Linked DNA regions of Sus scrofa: region 1 is linked to region 2. A link is a contact called in public Hi-C data. All regions are on one chromosome and are shown on one strand. The core of a region is the stretch at or near the end of the contact, and the rest is flanking DNA. Distances in the headings are between cores, read along the strand shown.

Region 1 (4,254 bases), core at 260-2,759, 99 kb before region 2:
AAAAAAAAAAAAAAAAAAAAAGAAAGAAAAAAAGAAAAGAAAAAGAAAATGATGTTTCAGAAATTGGGAAAAGAAAGAAACATAAAAGAAATGAAAATAAAATGTTTTTTTTAAATAACTATTTTTTATCTGTATTTGAGCTATACAATAAGAGCGTAGATTTTTTTTTTTTTTAATTACAGATTTTTTTTTTTTTGACCATGGCAGGCAGAAGTTCCCAGGCCAGGGATCAGACTCGAGCCATGGCAGTACAACACCTGCTCTTTAACTGCTAGGCCACCAGAGAACTCCAGTTTTTCTGAATCCATGTCACACATGCCTGGCCAGTCCCCGGGGTTCTTTCCTCATCTTTGTCCCCTCTGCTCTCCATCGTTGTCCCATGCACCCCAGTCTTGTGCTCTGACTCCGTCTGGGTGCCTCTGAGATCCCAGAGGGGGCTCACCTGTGCCTGCTCATGGCTGGTCATTCAGGGGCTGGTGCAGACTGGATGGGGCTGTGTGTAGGGAGGTGATGAGTGAGCTGATTCTAGCGTCTTCAGCAGGAATAAGCAATGCAGTGAGAACAGGCTCCCTCCTGCCCTGGAGTACCAGTACCACCCGCACACAGTAGGTCCACAGTGTGTGACCGAGTGGGGCCCACGGGGGAGCTCTTTAGCTCCTGGAGACTTGGTTTCTTCACCTGCCAACAAGGGCTTTGCATCTCTCAAAGGTGATTTCTCCTGGCTCTAAGTTGATTTAAGGGTTTATGGATGCTACATGCCTGTGGGCAAAATGAAAGAAGAGCAGGGTTTGAACCCGCGCTGCCGGCTCACTGATAGCTGTGGGACTTGGAGCACTCTCTTCTCCAAGCCTCCCAGTCTGTGAAATGGGATCATTTCCACCTCACTGTCTGTATTGCTGTGAGCCTATACTAGGATTATGACGGTAAAGCCTGGACCTCTTTTTCCTTTCTGAGGGAATAGTGAGTATGTGGCAAGAGTGAAGTTTTCTATCCACGTGTAGAGGATGGGAATAAATTTAGCAAGTGTGTATTCTGCACCATAGTTGATGGAGCCCACGCCCTTCCCGATTTCATTTGCTATAATCCCCGGGAAGTCGTTGCCTTATTCCCATTTTCCAGTTGAGGCGTAGAGAAATGGAATTTGGTAAATTTGCAAACTCCTGGTGGAAAGCGCTTGGCACCGCGCTGGGTACATCATAAGCTCTCAGTGAAAACAATACTTTTATGGTCACAAAGAGGAAACTGAGCGCGTCCTCTTCTCCAGCCGAATTCTTAGGACGAGGGTGGTCCTGCCCTCCCTGTCTTGCCCCCAGACTCCAGGCGCGGGTGGCTCCCGGAGCCGGGGGAGCCGGGGAGGGGCGGGGCCCGTGGGGGTTGGGGCAGCGCGGGGAGGGGCGGAGCCGGAGGAGGGCAGGGGCGGGGCTACGACAGCCTGGCCCAATCTGCTGCTGGCCACTGGAGGGGCGTGGCCTCCGGGCTCCGGGCAGCCTACAAGAAGAGGCGCATAGGGTGCCAGGACCCACTGCATCCCTCGGCAGCCCGGGTGTCCTCTCTGTCCGCTGTGTCTGCGCCGCCCCTGCCGCTGCCGCTGCCCCCCACTCCACGCGGGAGACGCCAACTCCACTCGGGATTCTCCGCGAGGTGGTGGTTGGAGCCCTGCAAAGGTAAGTGTGACTTTCTTCTCTGCAAGTTGCGATCTGCTCCCACAGTCTCTGAGGAGCCTGAGTGACCAGAGCAGATGCTCTTAGGGTTTACTGTGTGTGGACACTAAGCTGAGCGCGCCGCCTGCATCTCTTCTGATGCCCTCTCACAGATTGAGAAACTGATGCTCAGCGACAAGTCGCCTCACATGTAGGAAGCGAGGGAGCCAGAATTCCAAGCTGGTCTGACTACAGATTTATGCTCCCGGAGGCTCTGTAGTCTTGCCTTCCCTGTCCAGTTCGCTAGCATCTGTCGCATTACTGTGTACACTGTGGGCGTCAATAAATGCAAAGCTGGTGGTGTGCATATGACAGGAGTTTGAAGAAGTTCCACCCACGAGCAGAGGACTGGGGGCACCTAAGGACTGCTGTATCCTGCGGGGTAATTTACAGGGCCACGCCCCTTTATAATTGTGTTTGCCCCAAACCTGCAAGGTAGTCTTCCTCTCCCTGCATTTCAGATGGAGACACTGAGGGTCAGAGAGGTGAATTGAGTTGTCCAGGCAGATTGGAGGCTGGGACCCAATTCTCTCTGCCTCCAAAACTCCCCATGGATGTGTCACGGCACAGGGCATTTCAGAGTTCCTGCAGGAGTTTCTGGGTCTTCAGCCAGAGTGGGTATTTGAACAGACTTCTTCTTGTGGGGGGATAGCTGGGAGCTGAAGGTTCAGCACTGGGGTCTAGGAGATCTGCTGCCCTGGGCAGAAGAGCTGGGACCAGCCCCTGGTGCAGGGCGGACCCAGAGCCTCCCTTGAAAGGGCTGGGCTGTGGACAAGCCAGGAAGGGCTTAGCTGGTGCCTGCTCCTCGAAGTCTGATTTGAATTGCCTGTCTCTTGGCCAGAAGGTGCAATGCTGCTCTGGGCAAGAAAAGCAGCTGGGAGTCTGGCAAATACCCAGCTCATATTCCAACCAAGAGTGGGCTTGTGAGTTTCTACCTTGAGCCTTTGGGCTCCTGCCGTGGCAGAACAGGGGGCGCCTGCCTTCCCCAGCCAGGTCAGGGCATCCAGGGCCTGGAGCCTGATGAGTGAGAGACCAGGATGTGAAGGACGAGGTGAAGGCCATGGCTCCATCCCCAAAGAGACCAAGAAGAGGACCCCCAGAGCTCTTTGGGGTTCATGCCCCCGTTTTTCTGTTTCTGCCCCGATCCGGCTGTTCCCTTGTGGGGAAAGGAGCAGGTGTGGGAGCTGTGTTTCTGGCGTGCTAGCTAAGAGGCCCCGTGCCACCACCTTTACCTGCATCACACCTGGGCTGTAGGCCCCTTGATCTTCATTTCACAGATGAGGGAACTGAGGCTCAAAGAGGTCAAGTGCTTGCCCAAGGTCCCCTAGCTGGCAGGTGATGTTGTCACCCCAGAGCTGTCTGTTAGCCCTTAACCTACATACTTAGTGTCTGGGTCCTGTCTCCTTCTCTACCCACCTGCCAATTTCACCAGGGAACCTGACCTCCAACAAGGAATTGTCTGGTTTGGGAGAGGCTCCTGGTAACACAGCAGTCAGCAGAGCTGACAATACATCCCGGGGCAGAAGAAAAAGAGTGATTTTGATTTTTACAGTCTCTTAAAAAGTAAGAGAGGAAGAATAATGCTAGCATTTATAATCCTACCAGCAGCTGACACTTATCTGGCACTTCCTGTGGGCCAGCCATGCCCGGGATTTTACACGGATGACCTATCCCGCTGGCTTCTTTGTGAGCTGGGCACTGGACTGTCCTTCTTTTTACAAGGAGACATTGAGACTCAGAGTGGTTAAGGCATGTACCCTGCATGACACAACCAGAGTGGGGAGAGCCGGCATCCTGGCCGAGCCCCACCCAGATTCTGGAGGAAGATGCTGGTCCAATGGCCACACGACTGTCAGCCCAGAGCTCGCTGCTAAGCAAGGCTTCTGCCCTGTGGGGTCTGAATCCCTGGCTCTGGTCTGGGGTGAGCCTGGAGCGGGGGCGGATACACGGATGCCGGGACCCCAGACCAATGCCAGCTCCCACAGTCGCGCCTCTGGATTGGAAAGGAGAGCTGGCTCAGTGGGAGAGGGGCCGGAGCCTGGGCAGAAGAGCATGAGGCCTCTGAAAGCCCCCACACTTCACCCTCTGTCAGATGTCCCGCCTGTGGGGTGTCTGGGTTTTTGGTAGGTTGCATTTGAAAACGGACTTTTAAAGGCAGGACCCCCAAAGGCTGACCTCGTTGGCCTTGTGGAAGCTGGAACTTTTCTTTCCTCTGTCACCAGAGTAATTCACTGTGTACGGGAGGTGCCTCTGTGTCTGCTTACTCCCGACCTAGGAGGGTTTTTCCCCCCTTTTTTGCAGACTCACTGGTTTTTGATCAGTCCCAGATGTGCAACCCAGCATCACTCACAGGGGCTGATGGCTTGTCAAGGAAGGGAAATATGACGCAGGCGTCATTTCACTCCATCTTCAAGTCACTGAGCTGAGGTCTTCCCGGGATGGGGCATCTGGAGCCCCTCGTAAAGTCCCAAACAGAGGCGCTCCGTTCTGGAACAGGGAGACCAGGCAGAGCCGGCGGTGGTGGGACGGGCCAGCCGGGCCCTTTTTTATTTAT
Region 2 (4,259 bases), core at 519-3,018:
CCTCTTAGCAGCCGCTTACGTACGCGATACTGGTGTTCACTGAGGGCTCTAAGCTGCTCAGCAGATTTCTAGGCCTTACTCATCTCGTCAAACCGGGGCTGCAGCTTTGCTCTCTGGTTTGATGAGTGTGTTTTGAATTCGTCGCATGAGTGGTATCATGGAGTGTTTGTTCTCTGGGTCTGGCTTATTTCACTTAGGATTATGGTGTCCGGGTTCCTCCTTTGCTATCGTGAGCGGCAGGATTTCCTTCTTAAGGCTGGATGATAGTCCGCGTATATCATACCTCATATTTCTGTTATCCGTTCGTCCTTCCCTGGACGTGAAGGTTGTTTTCATCGCACCACAGTGTTTATGGGCAAAAGTGTCTGATGGCGGTGCCTCGCCCACAGCTCGGAGAACGCATGTATTACACATGTTCACACACAGAGACAGAGAGCGAATGATGAAGCAGGGCCTCTTCTAAACCGCCGGCGCCTCTGCACAAAGATGCAGGACTTCCCTGTACTATCTTTGCAACTTTTCAGTGAGTTTGAAATTATATCCAAATCAACAGTTACCAGTTCAGGAGTTCCCGTCGTGGCTCGGCGGAGAGCAAACCCGACTAGCATCCTTGAGGATGCAGGTTCGATCCCTGGCCTCACTCAGGGGGTTAAGGATCTGGCGTTGCTGTGAGCTGTGGTGTAGGCCGAAGACTACAGTGCCGCGCAGACCCCGAGCCGGAGAACATCCAAATGCCGCAGATGCAGCCCTCAAAAGATGAAAAGACCAAAAAAAAAAAAAAAAAAAAAAACCAAAAAACCAAAAAGTTACCAGTTAAAAAAAAAAAAAAAAACCACCATTCCGTGGTGGCCAAAGCCAAGAAGACTTTGGTCCAGTGAGCCCACGAGCTGCCGGTGCTCACTGACCGGGCTGGACCACGGCCTCCCTGGGGGCGGACCCTGTGTCAGTTTCCCACCCAAACCCCCAGTGGGGAGCACAGCGCCCCACCTCCTTTGGACACCCAGGTCACCACGGGTCAGAGAGAGGGAACCTGAAGCAAGGAGGGCAACAAGGAGGCTCCTCTGACCGTCCAGAGGCGGGACTGGAGCCACGCTATTTGCAAACACACTAGGCACGCTGCTACCCCAGGGTCTTTGCACCTGCTGCACCCGCTGCCCAGACCATCCTTCCCAGTGGTCTTACTTCTCAGGGGGACTTCCCTCCTCTGCTGACCTTGGCAAAGACTCTTCCAGCCTCCCCCTCCACCCCACCCCCGCCGCCCCCAGGCGAAGTTTCCCTGCCTGCCTCATTTGTTCCTCCTATCACTTTTTTATAGTGTATTTTTACTTATTCATTTTATTATCGATCTCTCCCATGCAAGCAGGATAGTTTTCTTTTTATTCATTGCTGAATCCCAGTGCCTATCTTGGACGTCGTAGGTGTGTGATAAATATGGTGAAAAAGAGAAAAAAAAAAAAAACAGGAGAAGGCGGGGGAGGGGAGGAGAATGAGCCGCAAGACAGAAGGAAAGAGGAAGGCGAGCCAGCGCGGCAGAGGGAGGGGGAGAAGAAGGAGCCCCACTTCTCTCCTCCTCCTAGGCCAAAGCTTCTCCCGCCCCCTCTGGGGGGTTCCTCAAGAACCCCTGAGTTCCTAATGCCACATAGGACTCAGTTGCCCCGGTGGGACAGTTGGTGCGCAGCCGGGGCTGTTGACCAGGGCAAGCCTTCGCCTCTCTCCAGGGTCTGAGTCTTCTTCCCAAAGCGGATGGACGTTTCCACTTAAAAAGACATTGTCCAGGCTGAAAGAGCCCATCGCACGCTTCCTGACTTTTGCTTGCTCAGCTGTGGCCTGGGCTGTGCTCTCCTCCCCCTGAGCCTTTTAAATGACCCCCTGCTCTGGCCTATTTTTAGCTCCTTTGGCTCACCTGCCATCTATAAGCCGTTTCCTGCCCACCGCCAGTGCCCACCTCTTATCTACAAGAAGCAGAGCAATGAGGCTGGGCTGCAGGGCAGATCCTGGGTGGGACTGGCAGGGCTGGGCACAGCGGAGGGGCTTGGCCAGAGGCTGGCACTTCATCTCAATTGTACCTTAATATCACCCCACCTTGGTCAGAAAGCTGTGTGGCGGGGAGTGCTCTAGTGGCCTAGTGGATAAGGATCTGGTGGTGTCACTGCTGTGGCGCGGGTTTGAACCCTGGCCTGGGAACTCCGGCAGGCCAAGGGCGTAGCCAAAAAAAAGCAAGAAAGACATGCTATAATGCTGTGGACACCCCCACACCAACCACAAAGAAGCTGTGCCCTGGCAGCCTCGGGCGCCCTCATGAAGGCTAATTAGTATTGATCATTATGCATTGATGGTACCTAGTTGGGCTGAGGCGAGGCGCTCAAGGCTCACAGCAGGCCTGGCTTCTGGGCCCTCGTGCATTTATAACAGGGGGGTGCGGTGGGGGGTGTCCTGCGATTCCTGGGGCTCTCTCAGACATGAACAGAGGCGCCCAGCTAATCCCCTCTCCCTTCTCCTCCCGAATTCAGGACAAACTCAAGATGTTTTTCCTCCGTGTGCATCACGCATGAGTCACCCACGCTGCGGATAACGCGGATCAGACTGGGCCTGAAATCCCAGCCCCCCGCTGCCCCCACGCCCAGGCCTGCTGTCCTGGGAGCACGTCCCTCTGGCCTGCCCGCAATGCCTCACCTCAGGGGTGCCAGGTGGGGGCTCTGACCCATGACACTGTGTGTTTGGGGGTCTCCCCCAGCACCTGGCATGGGGAGCACAGAGCTGATCTCGTACAATTTAAGGGTTTACTCTTTTGCTGACTGTGTGCCAGGCACTGTTCTAGTGCGTGCATGTGTCTGTGGGTTTCTGAGTGTGTCGGGGTGTGTCTGTGTCAGGAGTAGGTGATGGGGTCACACAGGTGATAAGTGACAGCGCTGCCCCGGGGGGTGGGGGGCAGGGGAGTTCTTATTGTCACTGGCACTGGGCCACCCCAGCTGAAGGAGCAGCCACCGCCTCGGCTGAACCTCAGGGTTGCATTGGCAATTAAAGTCTTTCACCCTGGGAGTGACACGTCCCCGCCACCAGGGGCTGGAAAGTGCAACTGCAGTCCCGCCAGGTGCCCAGAAGAGAGGTCCAGAGATGCCCGGTGACCATCACTAACGTCTGCCATCATGGCACTGTGGGCATTGTGTGGCCCTGGGGGTCAGCCGTAGACAAGGGAGACTCTGACGCTGATGGTGCAGCTCGGGACCCAGGCTGTGGATGAGCCGTGGCAGAATTAACCATTTCATTGCATCCTTGGCCAAGGCTGCCAATAATGCAGGGCTCCAGGGCGCCACCCAGGGCCTCGTGACCTCCTGGGGATGAGCTGATGCTTGAGGACAGCTGGCCTCTGACCAGGGGGCAGGGCGATGGCAAAAGCCCCGTGGAGGCAGGCGGTGTCCTCTCCAGGAGCTGCGGGAGCAGAGAGCACGGAGAGCGAGATGAAGCCAGAAAGGTCAGCAGCCAGATCCTGCTCGGCCTTGTCAGCGGGTTGACAAGGCCTGTATCCCCAGACCCTGGCGAGCCCTGGAAGCGGTCAGAAGGGAGTGGCGCGGGGGTGCTGGGCAGCGCCCTCTGGTGGCCGTGCGAGGAGTGACCTCTTGAAGGCTCGAGGACTTGGCCCGGGCTGGGTTCCCAGCCTCCCTGGAGGGCCTGCGGATAGAATCCTTCTGCGACTGCCCGCCCCGCTCCTGCTGGTGGACACAGCTCACAGGGGCCAGCCTCCCACATGGCATGCCACCAAGCCACGCCGTCCCGGAGACGGCGGACAGACACAGACAGCGAGAGGCCAGGCTGGCCTGGGTGCTCTCCAGCGGGTGCCTGGTCTGGGTCTGACTTCAGAGCACGGGGAGGGAGGGGCCCATCCTGGGTAACCTCAGACTTACAGGGCTGTGCTCGTGAGTGTTCCGACGACAGACACCCACCGGGAGGGACAAAATGACGGCGGCGCCCATTCCCCACATCACCGAAGGCAGATAAACCCCAAGTCGGGGATCCGTGGGCCTGTGGCCTGTGTCTGCGGGAAAGTGCAAATGCTTATCACAGGCAGGGATGAGTCACGGCTTGGGTTCTGCCTCAAAGGACAGCCTCGAGCAGGAGACGTTTATCAGCTGTTTTTCTGCTTTATTTTCTTCGTTTCAGACAGGATCCGTGGAGCCAAGTGAATGTTTTGGAAAGGGGAGATGTTTTTCCCCTTCCCTTTTGGAGAGTATGACAGAGCCAAAGGGGTGGGGTGGGGGCCC

The links. Hi-C and Micro-C count contacts between places; a contact is called where the count stands out from the background.
Region 1: a contact with region 2 is called in a Hi-C map of subcutaneous adipose tissue, with 1.7 times the contacts expected there. The contact joins the promoter of CRISPLD2 here to the enhancer-like site in region 2. A contact is called at or near these places in 1 of 5 promoter capture datasets (fetal liver), 9 of 47 Hi-C or Micro-C datasets (blood, embryonic fibroblasts, heart right ventricle and 6 more) and 1 of 2 datasets of contacts at active chromatin or transcription factors (skeletal muscle).

Annotation. Positions count from the first base shown.
Region 1 is chr6:3,941,847-3,946,100 of Sscrofa11.1, reverse strand. CRISPLD2 (cysteine-rich secretory protein LCCL domain-containing 2) reads left to right here and starts at 1,509. Exons shown (of 15, transcript XM_021093723.1): 1 at 1,509-1,664.
Region 2 is chr6:3,843,125-3,847,383 of Sscrofa11.1, reverse strand. No RefSeq gene overlaps it. Among named protein-coding and RNA genes, the nearest start is that of ZDHHC7, 59 kb to the right of the region's middle. Within about 2 kb of position 1,768, at least 13 of the 83 cell types and tissues checked have an H3K27ac peak or open chromatin away from gene starts, as enhancers often do. A contact at or near this core is called in mesenteric adipose tissue, omental adipose tissue and subcutaneous adipose tissue, where this site is marked.